2 separate regions of the Lactuca sativa genome follow, and region 2 is linked to region 1. A link is a contact called in public Hi-C data. All regions are on one chromosome and are shown on one strand. The core of a region is the stretch at or near the end of the contact, and the rest is flanking DNA. Distances in the headings are between cores, read along the strand shown. Region 1 holds the start of LOC111905183 (calcium/calmodulin-regulated receptor-like kinase 1). Region 2 holds the start of LOC111905184 (60S ribosomal protein L8).

Region 1 (6,945 bases), core at 1,535-4,034:
CAATAGCCTCTTGTGCCACAACCAATTTAGATGAGACTGAGCACGAGAGAAAAAGCAGTGACGAAGAGAGTTTTCAGTAGAAAACATATCCAAAACATAAATGTCATTCTTTCAGTTTGCAGTCGGAACAGTGTCATTCTTTTGATCAACAACCTTTCCTTCTCTCTTCTGAAGAGAACTTCATAGCCAGCGTCACACTGCTAGCTGACTGAAATGAAATTATGTTGAAGATCTTTCACGTAAAGACATTCCTGAAAACAACAGAATTACACTTGATGGATCCATATCCCCTCATAACTCCTTTGCCATTATCTCCATATGTAACAGTTGTACCATCATTTTGTATGAAATCTTCCAGGAGAGACTTGAATCCAATCATATGTCTTTGAGCAACCGCTGTATAAATACCAAATATGTTATTTACCCTGAAACTAAAATATACAATAAGCCCTTACAAAAAAAAACAAAACAAAAATACACACACACACAATATACACTGACCCATTTTGCAATAGGTCATTGAAGAAAAGATATTGTAACGATCATAAGGGATACAGTTCAACGAGTTCCCCTTTTTATCCACTTGTTAGTACGAGTTATGATGTTATCAACACAAACGAAGTTCTTTTCAAAAGTGTGGTCGCTGACTTTATGAGAAGTATCTCCATATCGATAACAAACTTTGATTCCATGATTCTTTCCTTTAACAATAGATTTTGATTTCTTTTTAACTGTTGAATCCAAAGAACTTTGACAATTTGATTTAAGAGATTTTGTTTTAGTTCTGGAACAAGGAATGTCATCAATGGTATGCGTAGATGATACCTTGTCATGAGTCTCATGAACCATTCATTAGAAGTAGGGGACTTTGATTGATCTTCAAGTTCAGAATTGCTAACAGATCACTGAGGAAAAATGTTAAGAATTTTTTTTACCAAATAAACTTCACCATTACAGATAGGAAATTTTAGCAAAATTTTAATGGAGGGAAGAACATACTCACAGTGAAAAGGTTGATGAGAGGGATCAACAACAGATAATTGAGAAACACATTGGTGATGCCGTTAGAATCAATGGAGCAACAGGTATCAATTAAAGTTTGATTTATAAAATAAGAACTCGCAAATCTATTTTTAAAAACTTCTTTTAAACAGTCAGCTTTGTAGAAGGTTTGTTTGGTCTCACCAACTTTGGTTAAAGAAACAACACATTATATATCGCCTCCAAGAATTTTCTCACACCGATCTGAAATGTGAGCATTAATAATTATTGTGACATTAAGGTGAGAAGAGGTCTAGTTTTTCAAAATGAGTTGAATGCATCTAGCATGATCAACAACTTTTTCTTTTTCAGTATGAAAAAAAATTATTTGTCAGCAAGATACATGTGTTTTCCTTTTTTAACATAGGAAGAAATTTTTCGAAAAAAAAAAGTTTTTCATTTTGTTTCTTTAACTCAAAATTGAGAGAGTTGGTTGTTTTTTAAAGCGTTTTGGATATTTAATCATAAATATTATTTGTCTATTCATTTGTTTGTTAATACTAAATAATTTGTGATTAGTTCATAATACAGATTGTTTAAATATAAAGTCTGAATTTCAACTTATTCCAAAGAAATGATAAATAGTATTATCCAAAAATTACAAAGGTGTATTTGATTTTGGATATGCAATTTTACAAGTGATTGTTGTGATTTGAAGTATCTTGTTGTAATGAGAGGATGGTTAGATGATTTATATTTATCATAATAATTATTTTTCTTACAACCAATCATCATCTTATTATTTTTAATATTTAATAATAGTACAATCATTAATCATAATCAGTTAATTAAAAAAATAATAAAACTGGTCATTACAAATTTTCCATAGTTTATATGCATGTTCCAACATCACTTGTTTACTTGACTTATAAATCCAATCAATATTTTAATCTATATTTTATATATTTTGGTAACAAGGTAAGGCTTTTGTGAACAAGGTAATTAATTGATGATGAAGCCGTGAAACTAAAAATATATTAGTATAAAACGTAAATAACTTCAGTACACGACAATTAGAATATCATAAAGTTATTTCTTGAAATTCAACCTTATATTAGAAAATGTATTAATTTTACAACTCGATAACGGGTTTTGGGGATTGTCAATGGAGGGGTATGTTTATGTTCAAAGTTGTTGAGCACTTTTAAGTTTAAACTCAAAGCTCGAGGATCATTTTAAAATTATTTTGCATCACTAATATTGTCTTTTTTTGGAAATTGAAAATTTTCACTTTCTATATATTTGCTATGATCTAATATAAGTGCGACGATTATGATCAATTTCATTCATGATTGAATTTATTTTGGTTATCTAATATATATATATATATATATATATATATATATATATATATATATATATATATATATATATATATATATATATATATATATATATATATATATATATATATATATATATATATATATATATATAAAGATAACCACAAAGGTAAATTTAAATAAAATGTTGATTAAGGCTGTGTTTGCTAACTAGTTTTTTTTTTTTTTTAGCTTTTTTAAGTTATGGTCTTTTTAAATAATAAATTCAAAGTATGTACAGTTTTTTTTTTTAATTTCTCATAGTATTTATTTTTATGTAATTTTTCTGGTTAATTTAAACAAAAAAACAGGAAGTAGGGTGGATGACTTGAGGGCATAATCGTCAAACCATGTTAATATTCGATGACGTAAGAAGGAAATCATTCGCAATAAACCCTGAAACACGGCATCACACGCTGTTCCATTTGCAACAAAACGGCGACCAGTCCGCTTTTCTTATTTAATCCCACAAGAAAAATATTCATAAAATTCCTCCATTTGCAGTATATTTTGGATTAATGTCTCTTCAAATTAGTCTTCGAACATGGAAAAGAACTATTGTTCTGATACCCGAAGTTTCTCTCTCCATTTCCCCTCCGAATTCTTCAGCAATGTAACGGTTTTTCAGTTCAATCATCGATCGTATCAACAGGTAAATCGTCAACCAAACTTCTAATGATTTGTTTAAGAATCAGTTTATACGTAATTTTGATAGTACTATACTTGTCTTCTATGTAATCTGAGTCACAATCGTCTAGTTTATGTGTTAATGACTGTTCATCATGCTTGATCTGGACGACATCGTTAGCCTTGTCTCAATCAACTTACTGTGTATGTTTTTTGTTAAAAAAAAAGTAAAAGGCACATTAATTTCGTCAACCGATGCTATTTTTGGTACCATATTTTTGGAGGATTTCGACTTTCTTCTACTGTGATTTAGCATCATCGGTTACTCGCGTAGGCCTAATTTCTAGCTCCTAAAACCATTCTTCTTCTTCTTCTTCTTCTTCTTCTTTTCTCTTTTCTTTAATTTCTGTTTTATCGTGTGTATGAACATGGAGCAATCATCGAACCTTCTTCGTTTTTTCTTCAACTTGGCCCAATTTAGTGGTCGATGTTACGTTTTCCTTCCCTCTCAGAGATCTGTATCGATGATTGTACTTTGATTTTTTTTTTCAACTTATCTCTTTCTACTTTTTATTCCTATTGTGCTGGTGAAGATGGCGTTTTACATGTTTGATTGCTTCACACAATTTTAGCCATTTTTACTGAATAATTGTTAGCTTCGACCAGAAAGTACAAAACCGCATCTGGCTTTCTAATATTGGAAAAATTCAAAACCGTGTTTCCAGTAACAGTGAATTGGGCCATAGTTGAAATCTAGATTTATAACAAATACTTTTCCCTTTTGTTGATGAATTAGTTGCTTGCGTAGGAAACATCAAAGAGATGAAAGCGAAGTCATCAGGTCTGATCATCGGTATTTCAATTGGGGTGGTAATCGGAGCAATTTTAGCCATTGTTGGACTACTCTGCTTTAGGTTTCACAGGAAACGATCTCAAATAGGTAACAGCAGTTCCAGAAGAGCATCAACCATCCCCATACGCGCAAATGGTGCAGATTCTTGTACAGTTTTATCCGATTCATCAATGGGTACGGAGACATCATCAAGAGCATCTATACACAACGGCATTTCATTTTGGTTTACTGGACCAAGAAAATCTCACGTGGTTGCAGCTTCAGGAATCCTCGAATATTCTTACAAGTAAGTCTAACTTTTTTTTTTATTCTGTCAACTTCAATCTTCTTACCCTTTTCCCTTTATTTTTCTGGATGAAAACAGAGATCTACAGAAAGCAACAAGTAATTTCACGTCAATAATAGGGCAAGGTGCATTTGGACCTGTTTACAAAGCTCAGATGACAACCGGTGAAACTGTTGCTGTTAAAGTCCTCGCAACTGATTCAAAACAAGGCGAGAAAGAGTTTCATACGGAGGTTATGTTATTGGGAAGATTACATCACAGGAACCTTGTGAATTTGGTAGGATATTGTGCAGAAAAGGGACAACATATGCTCATATATGTGTACATGAGCAAAGGGAGTCTCTCTTCTCATTTGTACAACGAAAACCGTGAACTTTTAGGCTGGAATTTGAGGGTTCAAATCGCTCTCGATGTTGCAAGGGGATTAGAATATCTACACGATGGAGTAAGTTGTTTCTTTTTAACTTAATTTTGATTTTGTAATACGAGGGTAAAATGGTGAAATTGGTCTAAAAAAAGAAACATGTTTTGATTACATTTGCAGGCAGTTCCTCCTGTTATACACCGAGATATAAAATCTTCCAACATCCTGTTAGATGAATCGATGGGCGCTAGGGTAGCTGATTTTGGGCTTTCTCGAGAAGACATGATTAATAGAAACGCCTCAAATATTCAAGGAACTTTCGGGTATTTAGATCCTGAATATATTTCATCACGTGCATTCACCAAGAAAAGCGACGTTTACAGCTTTGGCGTATTACTATTCGAGCTTATTGCAGGAAGAAACCCTCAACAAGGTCTCATGGAGTATGTTGAGCTAGTAAGATCTCTCTCCCTCTCTCTCTCTCTTATTTTCTTCATATGTGATTCCATTCCATTGGTACAATAGAATGGAATGAAAAAAAAAAAAAAAAAAAGCAAAGTAATGGAATGGAATGATGTGATTGTTTGTGATAAACAGGCGGCATTGAATACGGAAGGGCAAGTTGGATGGGAAGAAATAGCGGATTCGCGTCTAGACGGGAATTTTGATGAGCGTGAATTGAATGACGTGGCGGCACTCGCGTACAAATGTGTCAACCGTTCACCGAGAAAAAGACCATCAATGAGGGACAATGTACAAGTGTTGTCTCATATCTTAAAAACAATACAAAACAAAAGGCATCAAAAAAGACGTTCCTCATTATCATCATCAGAAGTTGCTATCACCATCGGTCAATCAGCTCGCCAAAACTCAATGAATAGTGAACACCATCGGGCCGAATCCATGGACAGCATACCCGACTCAGTTGAAGTTTAAATACTTTTTTTTTTCTTTTTAATTCTTTTGATTTTGTTCAACTGTCTTGTTTTTTTATTTGTTGTGTAATATATTTGACCATTTTGACCTAAAGCACATAGCTCGGGTTTTGGTGTGGTCTTGATTCAGGAAATTAGGGTTCAAATGAAGTCCCTTGTGTAACAACTAATCGTGTCTCACCTTTCTCTATTTGGTTGTGGATGTAATCCCAATTTTGTGTAAAGACAGAAAAATGATATTTAGGAAATAGAAGTGCAATTTCACTTATTGTACATTTATACCCACATTTGGGTTTATAAGGTTGATTCTATAGTGATGTTGCATTAGTCTAGTCAATATCCTAACTCTTTGTTATTTGTTTGAGCATTTTGTACAGTATTTACATGCCCTTTTTTCTACTTTATTACATGTTAGGTTAATGATGTAGTTAATGATGTAGAAAGGTAACGAGCTTTGGTCCTTGTCCATATTTAGGTAATCATATTTTTTTCATTCATATTTGACCATTGAACTTGTTTGACTGTTCAAAATAGGGTAATATGACTAATAATTATGGTAATATTACCCTATTATGAACATGTCAAACAAGTTTATTGATCAAATGTGTACAAAAAAAATATGGTTACTTAAATATGGACAAAAACCAAAGTTTCTTACCTGTTTTCGTAATATTGGACAAGAACCGTCTTAGGAAGACAGGGATTGTGCCCTGTGATCGGGCTCCGACAGTCAATGAACAATTAGGTTAGACCAATCGTAATATTGGACAAGAACCGTCTTAGGAAGACAGGGATTGTGCCCTGTGATCGGGCTCCGACAGTCAATGAACAATTAGGTTAGACCAATCGTAATATTGGACAAGAACCGTCTTAGGAAGACAGGGATTGTGCCCTGTGATCGGGCTCCGACAGTCAATGAACAATTAGGTTAGACTTGGTCTAACCCAGTTCAGTCCCAACTAGTCATGAGTTAGGTTATGTTGTTAGGTCTTTAAAACACATATAACCTAGCCCTTTAAGCTTATATAGCCTAACCCCTAACTAATTGGGCCCAAACTAGGTTGGCCCAAGGCTTAACCATCTCCTCATACACAAAGACCGGACAATCCAATTTCATGTCACATCAATGGATCTTATAACAACTTGCACTGAACATATTTGAACATAAAGAACCAACATCATGTTTTTTTCATACACATTTGACCAATAAACTTATTTGACATTTCATAATAGGATAATGTTATAGCTAATTACCAGTATAATTACCTTATTTTGAATAGGTCAAACAAATTTATTAGTCAAATGTGTACAAAAAACATGGTTGCCTTAATATGAACAAAAACCAAAGTTCGTTACCTTTCTAGTTTATTAACCCTTATGTATTTCATGTAATATTTGCATGGTATTTTTTTAGTAGAAATCCGTATTTCTCTAAATAAAACTTTTACAATCAGATTTTTTCATGAATGCTTTCAAATTAACCAGACTAAAAGTTCAAACAAAGAACAAAGAGATAG
Region 2 (6,945 bases), core at 1,573-4,072, 210 kb before region 1:
AAAAGACAAACATTCTTGAATCACGAACTCCGTCATCCTATCTCGAACTTTAGCCATATCGTAACTCCACAATGTTGCATCATTCGCCATTGTTGTTTGATTATGTCCCAACCCAAATTTCACCGCGGGGCATCTTTTGGTCATATGAGTTTTCAATGTCGAATTCCCATCTTCGTTAAAAAAAAAGCACCACATTTCTTGAATCGCACTTTTTTTATACCGTTCAACATTACACACAAATCGTAGTTGCACAAAATAGTCGGATTTCTATTTGTTTCTTTGATGCTAACAATGGTAATATTGTTTGATGAATCTCCAACACCAACGGAAGCTGAATCCATTGTTTGAATTAAGAGCGGTTTTTGAACTAAGAGAGGTTTGCGGTTTTTGAACTAAGAGAGGTTTTTTGAGGTTTGGTTAACGTAAAGCTGAGACCTAAACATGTAATATATATATATATATATATATATATATATATATATATATATATATATAGAGAGAGAGAGAGAGAGAGAGAGAGAGAGAGTATAAGGAATGGTTAATATGGTCAAAAAGGAGCAAAAATCGAGTCTTGAACAGCCTCAAACGGCTATATAGCCGTTAGGAAAAGAAATAAACCGGTTCAAACCGATTCCAAACCCGTTCAAAACCGGTTCACCAATGGCACATTCGAAATCCGGTTCAAAATAAACCGGTCTCCAGGGTAAAACATGCGAACTGGTAACATCTAATGGTTCGGTTCACTATGGGTTCGGTTCTTATGTGAACCGGTTCAGGGCTAAACCGGTTTCCGATTCACCAACCGGTTCGGTTCCTAAACTGGTTTTTTTGCCCACGCCTACCCCTACCTCATGCCTTTTAAATTTTGATATCCGATGCGATATAACTCTATCATTACAATAAATAATGGATTTCAAAACTCCTAACAATAATATGGACATTTAATAAATCTCAAACATTGCAACAAAAATCGAATATTATAATCAACTATCTTTCTACCATGCCAATAAATTCCAAAAATAAAAGGGATAATGACTTAAAAGGGTAATGTATTTTTCGATTTGTACACATTTGGTAACTGATTTTTTTTCGTCCACATTTACCCCTTTAACTTGTTAAACTGTAAATATTCAGTCCTTATGACCGGTTACTTCAGGTCAGCCGGGAAAAATGACTTAATAGGGTAATATATTTTTCATTTTGTACACATTTAGTCCTTAATATTTTTGTTCATATTTAGTCCTTTTTTATCGATTAAATTACACGAATGGTCCCTATGGTTTGGGGTAATTTGCACGCTTGGTCCCTAACTTATTTTTTTTAACTCGGAAGGTCCCTACTGTTTGTTTTTGTTACGCGCTTGATCCCTACTGTTTGTTTTTGTTACATGTTTCGTCCCTATCTTACTTAAAAAGATTATTATTTAAATAGGTAAAAATGGTGGGGTAGGTAAGGTAAGGCGAAGGGGGTGACATTGGGGGTGTGTTTATTTAAATAAATCAAAAAATCAATGGCAAAATAGTCTTTTTAGGTAAGACAGGGACCAAACGCGTAATAAAAACAAAAAGTAGGGACCTTCCGAGTTAAAAAAATAAGTTAGGGACTAAACGTGCAAATTATCGTAAACCATAGGGACTATTCGTGTAATTTACTCTTTTTTGTACTCATTCAGTACTTATGAATGATTTCTTTAGGTTTTTCTCATGACATCTTACGTGAGACAATTATTAATGAGTTGTTTGGGGTTGTTGATGTTTATGTCTAACATGACCTCGACTGCTTGGTTGTGTGGGTCTTGTGGTTTGACTCAGGTCTTGTATTCTGAATGTCGTAACTTCTTCATACGATATCAGATTTTAACGATCTTTATATCCACATGTTCAATTTTTCATTAAGATTATTCCCATTAAAATGTAATATATTTGTACTTACGATTTTATAAAAAAACATTCATACATGCATTCATAAAAAAATATGGACATGGGCAGACGCAAGAATACATAGCTGGTGTTACCGAGATGAAATAGGTGTTGCTGGTATATGAAAATAGCTATAAACGAAAAAAATCGAAAATACGAGATCGTATGGATATAAAGATCGTTCGCATGGATATAAAGATCGTTTACATGGATATAAAAATCGTTAAAATCTGAGATCGTATGAAGAAATTATGATATTCCAAATACATGACCTAAACAACCAAATAGTTGAGATCATGATGGACATAAACATCAAAAGCCTCAAACACTTCATTAATGAATGTCCCACGTAAGATTTCGTGAGAAAAAAACTAAAAAAATCAGTCATAAGTATTTATCGAGTACAAAAACAAAAATAACTTATTTTGCAAAAAAAAAATATATTAATGACTAAATGTGTACAAACATATTAAGGACTAAATATGTACAAAGTAAGAAATATATTACCCTATTAAGTCATTTTTACCGGCTAACGTAGAGTAGCCGGTCATAAGGACTGAATGTGTACAGTTTAACAAGTTAAAGAGGTAAATGTAAACGAAAAAAAAATCAATGACTAAATGTGTACAAATCGAAAAATACATTACCCTTTCAAGTCATTATTCCAAATAAAATTACTAGTAATACGCATAAGGATAAAAAGAAAAGGCTAATGTTAGCCCCCTTTCTTTTTTAAATGTATCAAACTCAACAAATCATTTCAACAAACTATAAATAATAAAATGGCCGAGGTTGATACAAAGGCCCATAAATCGGCCCATCTAAATTATCCATACAACAGAACTCGGCCCATATTATTTCATACTGTCGATTGCCAAACCCTATATCAGGATCTTCACTCCCAAGAACCCGCCGTCGTCCCCAAACCCTAGCCACCGAGTGTGTGCGTGAGAGAGAGAGAGAGAGGTAAGAGAGAATCAGAAATGGGACGTGTGATTAGGGCACAGCGTAAGGGAGCAGGGTCGGTCTTCAAGTCCCATACCCACCACCGGAAGGGGCCTGCCAGGTTCCGCAGCCTCGACTTTGGCGAACGCAATGGTTACCTCAAGGGTGTCATCACCGAAATCATCCACGATCCCGGCCGTGGTGCTCCTCTGGCTCGCGTCACATTCCGTCATCCTTTCCGCTACAAGCACCAGAAGGAGCTGTTTGTCGCCGCTGAGGGCATGTACACCGGCCAGTTCGTTTTCTGTGGGAAGAAAGCGAATTTGATGGTTGGAAACGTCCTTCCTCTCAGATCTATCCCTGAGGGAGCTGTCGTTTGCAACGTAGAACATCATGTCGGTGACCGTGGTTCGTTCGCCAGAGCTTCCGGTGATTACGCCATCGTTATTAGTCACAATCCCGATAACGGCACCACTAGGTATGGAATTCCTCATACATAAACATATAGAACTTGAATCCTCGGTTGATTTATGCTTTATACATTCCAATTATTTATCCTTAATCGATTGTTTAGGGTGAAGCTGCCATCAGGAGCAAAGAAGATCGTGCCGAGTGGATGTCGTGCTATGATCGGTCAGGTTGCCGGAGGAGGGCGTACTGAGAAGCCTATGCTGAAAGCTGGTAACGCATACCATAAATTCCGTGTGAAGAGAAACTGCTGGCCTAAGGTTAGAGGTGTTGCCATGAATCCAGTGGAGCATCCCCATGGTGGTGGTAACCATCAACACATTGGTCATGCAAGTACGGTTCGCCGTGATGCACCACCTGGTCAAAAGGTTGGTCTTATCGCCGCCAGAAGAACTGGGCGTCTCAGAGGTCAAGCTGCAGCTACTGCTGCTAAGGCTGATAAATAGGTTTTTTGATATTTTTGTTTCAGAATACTGTTATGTTGGTTTGTTGCTGCGAGTTTATCATGGTTCAGTTTTGTTTGAAATTTGACTCTTGAAGGTTAGTCTACATATTCTTGATGTCTGTTTTACATTCTCATGAGTAACTTAATCATGTCTTATAACAATCGACGTTGCTTAAAACTAAAATTTAGCAAATATTATGACATATTGGCTCTCTTGCTTTGGTAAAAATCATTAGCATGCATAATCTAACCCCCCTCTGTTTTCTTGGATAGTGATCATCCATGCTTAGATGTACGAGTTTTATAACCCGACTTTTATGCACAAAACCATAAATTAACCATATGGATATCTATTACTTCATATTCAACCTAATTATACTTATAAACTTAAGAAGAAAATTACTTGTACGGAGTATGCTGTCATTGTGCAGGGGGATGAGTGGTATCTATATTGAATTGTTTCACGGTCAATGTTTATGCCTCCATAGGAGGATGCTAAAAACGATACATATGGAGTTTTCTTCTTTCAATTATGAATCCTAATGTTGGTTCTGACATGATTTTTGGTGACTTTAATGCCACTTGAAACCATGATTTTTGGTGTAATGCCACTTGAAATCAAGGTGAGAGATTGGGTTGAAATTTTTCTCAAGGAATTGATGATGATTTTAACTCTTTTACTTAAGAGGTGGGTCTATGTGATATTCCTATGAGTGTTTTTTCCTTCAATAGAGTAAGTTCAAATGGAGCTAAGTCTAATAAGCTTGATCGTTTCTTATCGACTTTTATTGACTGAAGACATAATAATTCATCATCCATACTTGCATGCTACTGTGTTGGATCTGATTGGTTCTATCATAGACTGATTTGGTTATCCCAACAAGCTTCCGATTATGGTCTGCATCCGTTTAGATTTTATAATTCATGGAAGATAGAATATATTTTGATGAGGTGGTGAAGGCTTTTTGGACCGTAGATCGGGTGGAGAGCTGGACAAAGGGCCTAGAGGATATTTAAGAAAGTGATGGTGTGAAGTCAAAGCTAAAAGAAACCAAGAAAAAGATAGACCGTCGAGTCGTCTTAATGAAATTAACAAAAACATTGATCATGGTGTCGTGTCAGATCAAGAAACAGAGGAAATATTGATTGTAAAAACAAAATTGTATGACTTAAAGAAAAAATAATGATCTTTTCTAAAAAACCAAGATTAATTGGAGCATGGAGGGTGATGAAAACAAGTATTTCCATGACATTATTAATAAGAAACGAAAACATGTGAGTGATTTTTTTTTCTTTGGGGGGGGGGGGGGGGGGGGGGGGGTAAAGATGAGGGAGAGTGGGTTATGAATCTAACGCTTGTGAAATCACTCTTTTTAAATCATTTTCGTGAGAAGTTTAAAAAAAGTTTAAATGTTGAAGTTGTCGGGAAGAGCTCTCGGTTTAAAGCTCTCTCGAATGTTCATGATCTCAGTCTTGAGCATATGGTTATGATTGAGGAGGTCAAAAAAGTTGTTTGATCATGTGACAATGATAATGCTCCAAACCAGAATGATTTTAGTTTGTCGTTTATAAAGGTTTATTGAGATTCTTAAAGAAGACATTCTAGATTTTGTGGCTGACTTTTTTTTTTTTTTTTTTTTTTTTTTTTTCCAAAATGCTAGAATTCCACCAAGATGCAGGTCTTCTTTCGTTACTTTGATTCATAAGATTGATAACCCAATTGTCATGAATGATTTTCGTCCTATTAGTCTCATTGGAATTCAATATAAGATCATTGCTAAAGTCCTTGTGTTAAGGTTTGTTGGTATTAAAAATGTGGTGGTGAGTTGTGAGCAATCAACTTTTGTCAAGGATTGTCATGTTTAAGATGGTCCGATGATTACTAATGAGGTGGTTGAGTGGTACAAGATGAAGCGCAAGAAAATGATGTTGTTGAAGATTGATTTTGCTAAAGCATATGATATGGTTTCTTAGTCCTTTCTGGATCGCATCATGCAATTGATGAATTTCGAAGTTAAATGGAGATCTTGGATTCAAGCATATTTAATCTCTGCTAAGTCTTCTATGTTGCTCAATGGAAGTACCATGAATGAGTTTCACTTACATAGGGGTTTGATATAGGGATATCATTTATCTCATTTCATCTTCATTCTCGTTATGGAAGGGTTGCATGTGCCCATTGAGGATGGAAATGAGGCTAATCTTTTTTATGGCTTGCAGGTTGGCATCGGTAATTTGCGGATGTCACACTTATTCTATGTGGATGATGTGATTTCCTTGGTGAGTCGAGTTCTTCTAATATCATTAGCATTGTTCGAGTTCTTCACTTTTTTTACATGATATTTGGTCTAAAGATTAATTTACATAAATCCAATCTTTATGCGGTGTGTGTTTCGGTTAAAGAGGTGGAGGATTTTGCTTATGGTGTGGGATGCAGGGCATATAGACTTCCATTTATCTATATGGGTCTTCCGGTGGTTCAAAATATGTCTAAGGTGGTAGGATGGAAAGTCATTATTGATCGATTCCAGAAGAAACTTTCTAAATAGAAAGTGGCGCCTCTCTCTATTGGAGGTCGATCCATGTTGCTCAAATTGTTTCTAGGTCTCTTGGCATTTACTTCATGTCTCTGTTTCTCATGCATGTTGGAGTGGTTAAGACTCTAGAAGCTTTACGTGCTCAGTTTTTTTTGGAAGAATATGGGGATACTTGTAAAATGTCATGAGTTAAATGGGATGTAATGCTTGCAGACAAGAGAATGAGTAGTCTTGATATCGGGAGTCTAGGTGTTTTTAACTCAGATCTTCAAAAATGGCGGTAGAGATTCTTGAATAATGATAATTTGACTTGGGTGAAAGTTGTTAATGAGTTGTATAGGTATTGTGGGGGTTTTAATCAAACTGGAAGTATTGGGTCTGGGTCGTGGACTCGGGTTTTGATTTCTATTTATAAACATCAAGAGAAGAGTTGGTAATGGGATAACCACTAAATTATGGAAAGACAATGAGATTTTGGCGACTAGATTCCTAATATTATTTGAGCTAGAGTTGGATAAAGATTGTACTATTACATATAGAAGGGTTAATGGAAATTGGTCTTGGTCTTGGCGACATCATATATACATGGGTGAATAAATTGTTCAATTTTCGGATCTGATGGAATATATTC

The links. Hi-C and Micro-C count contacts between places; a contact is called where the count stands out from the background.
Region 2: a contact with region 1 is called in a Hi-C map of leaf, with 4 times the contacts expected there. The contact joins the promoter of LOC111905184 here to the promoter of LOC111905183 in region 1. A contact is called at or near these places in 2 of 4 Hi-C or Micro-C datasets (leaf and seed).

What each region holds. Positions count from the first base shown.
Region 1 is chr5:10,451,786-10,458,730 of Lsat_Salinas_v11, reverse strand. It overlaps LOC111905183 (calcium/calmodulin-regulated receptor-like kinase 1), which reads left to right and starts at 2,784. Exons shown (of 5, transcript XM_023900858.3): 1 at 2,784-3,015; 2 at 3,787-4,129; 3 at 4,208-4,574; 4 at 4,674-4,949; 5 at 5,091-5,696. The coding sequence starts at 3,813. The coding sequence ends at 5,429.
Region 2 is chr5:10,662,831-10,669,775 of Lsat_Salinas_v11, reverse strand. LOC111905184 (60S ribosomal protein L8) reads left to right here and starts at 2,822. Exons shown (of 2, transcript XM_023900860.3): 1 at 2,822-3,342; 2 at 3,439-3,939. The coding sequence starts at 2,903. The coding sequence ends at 3,778.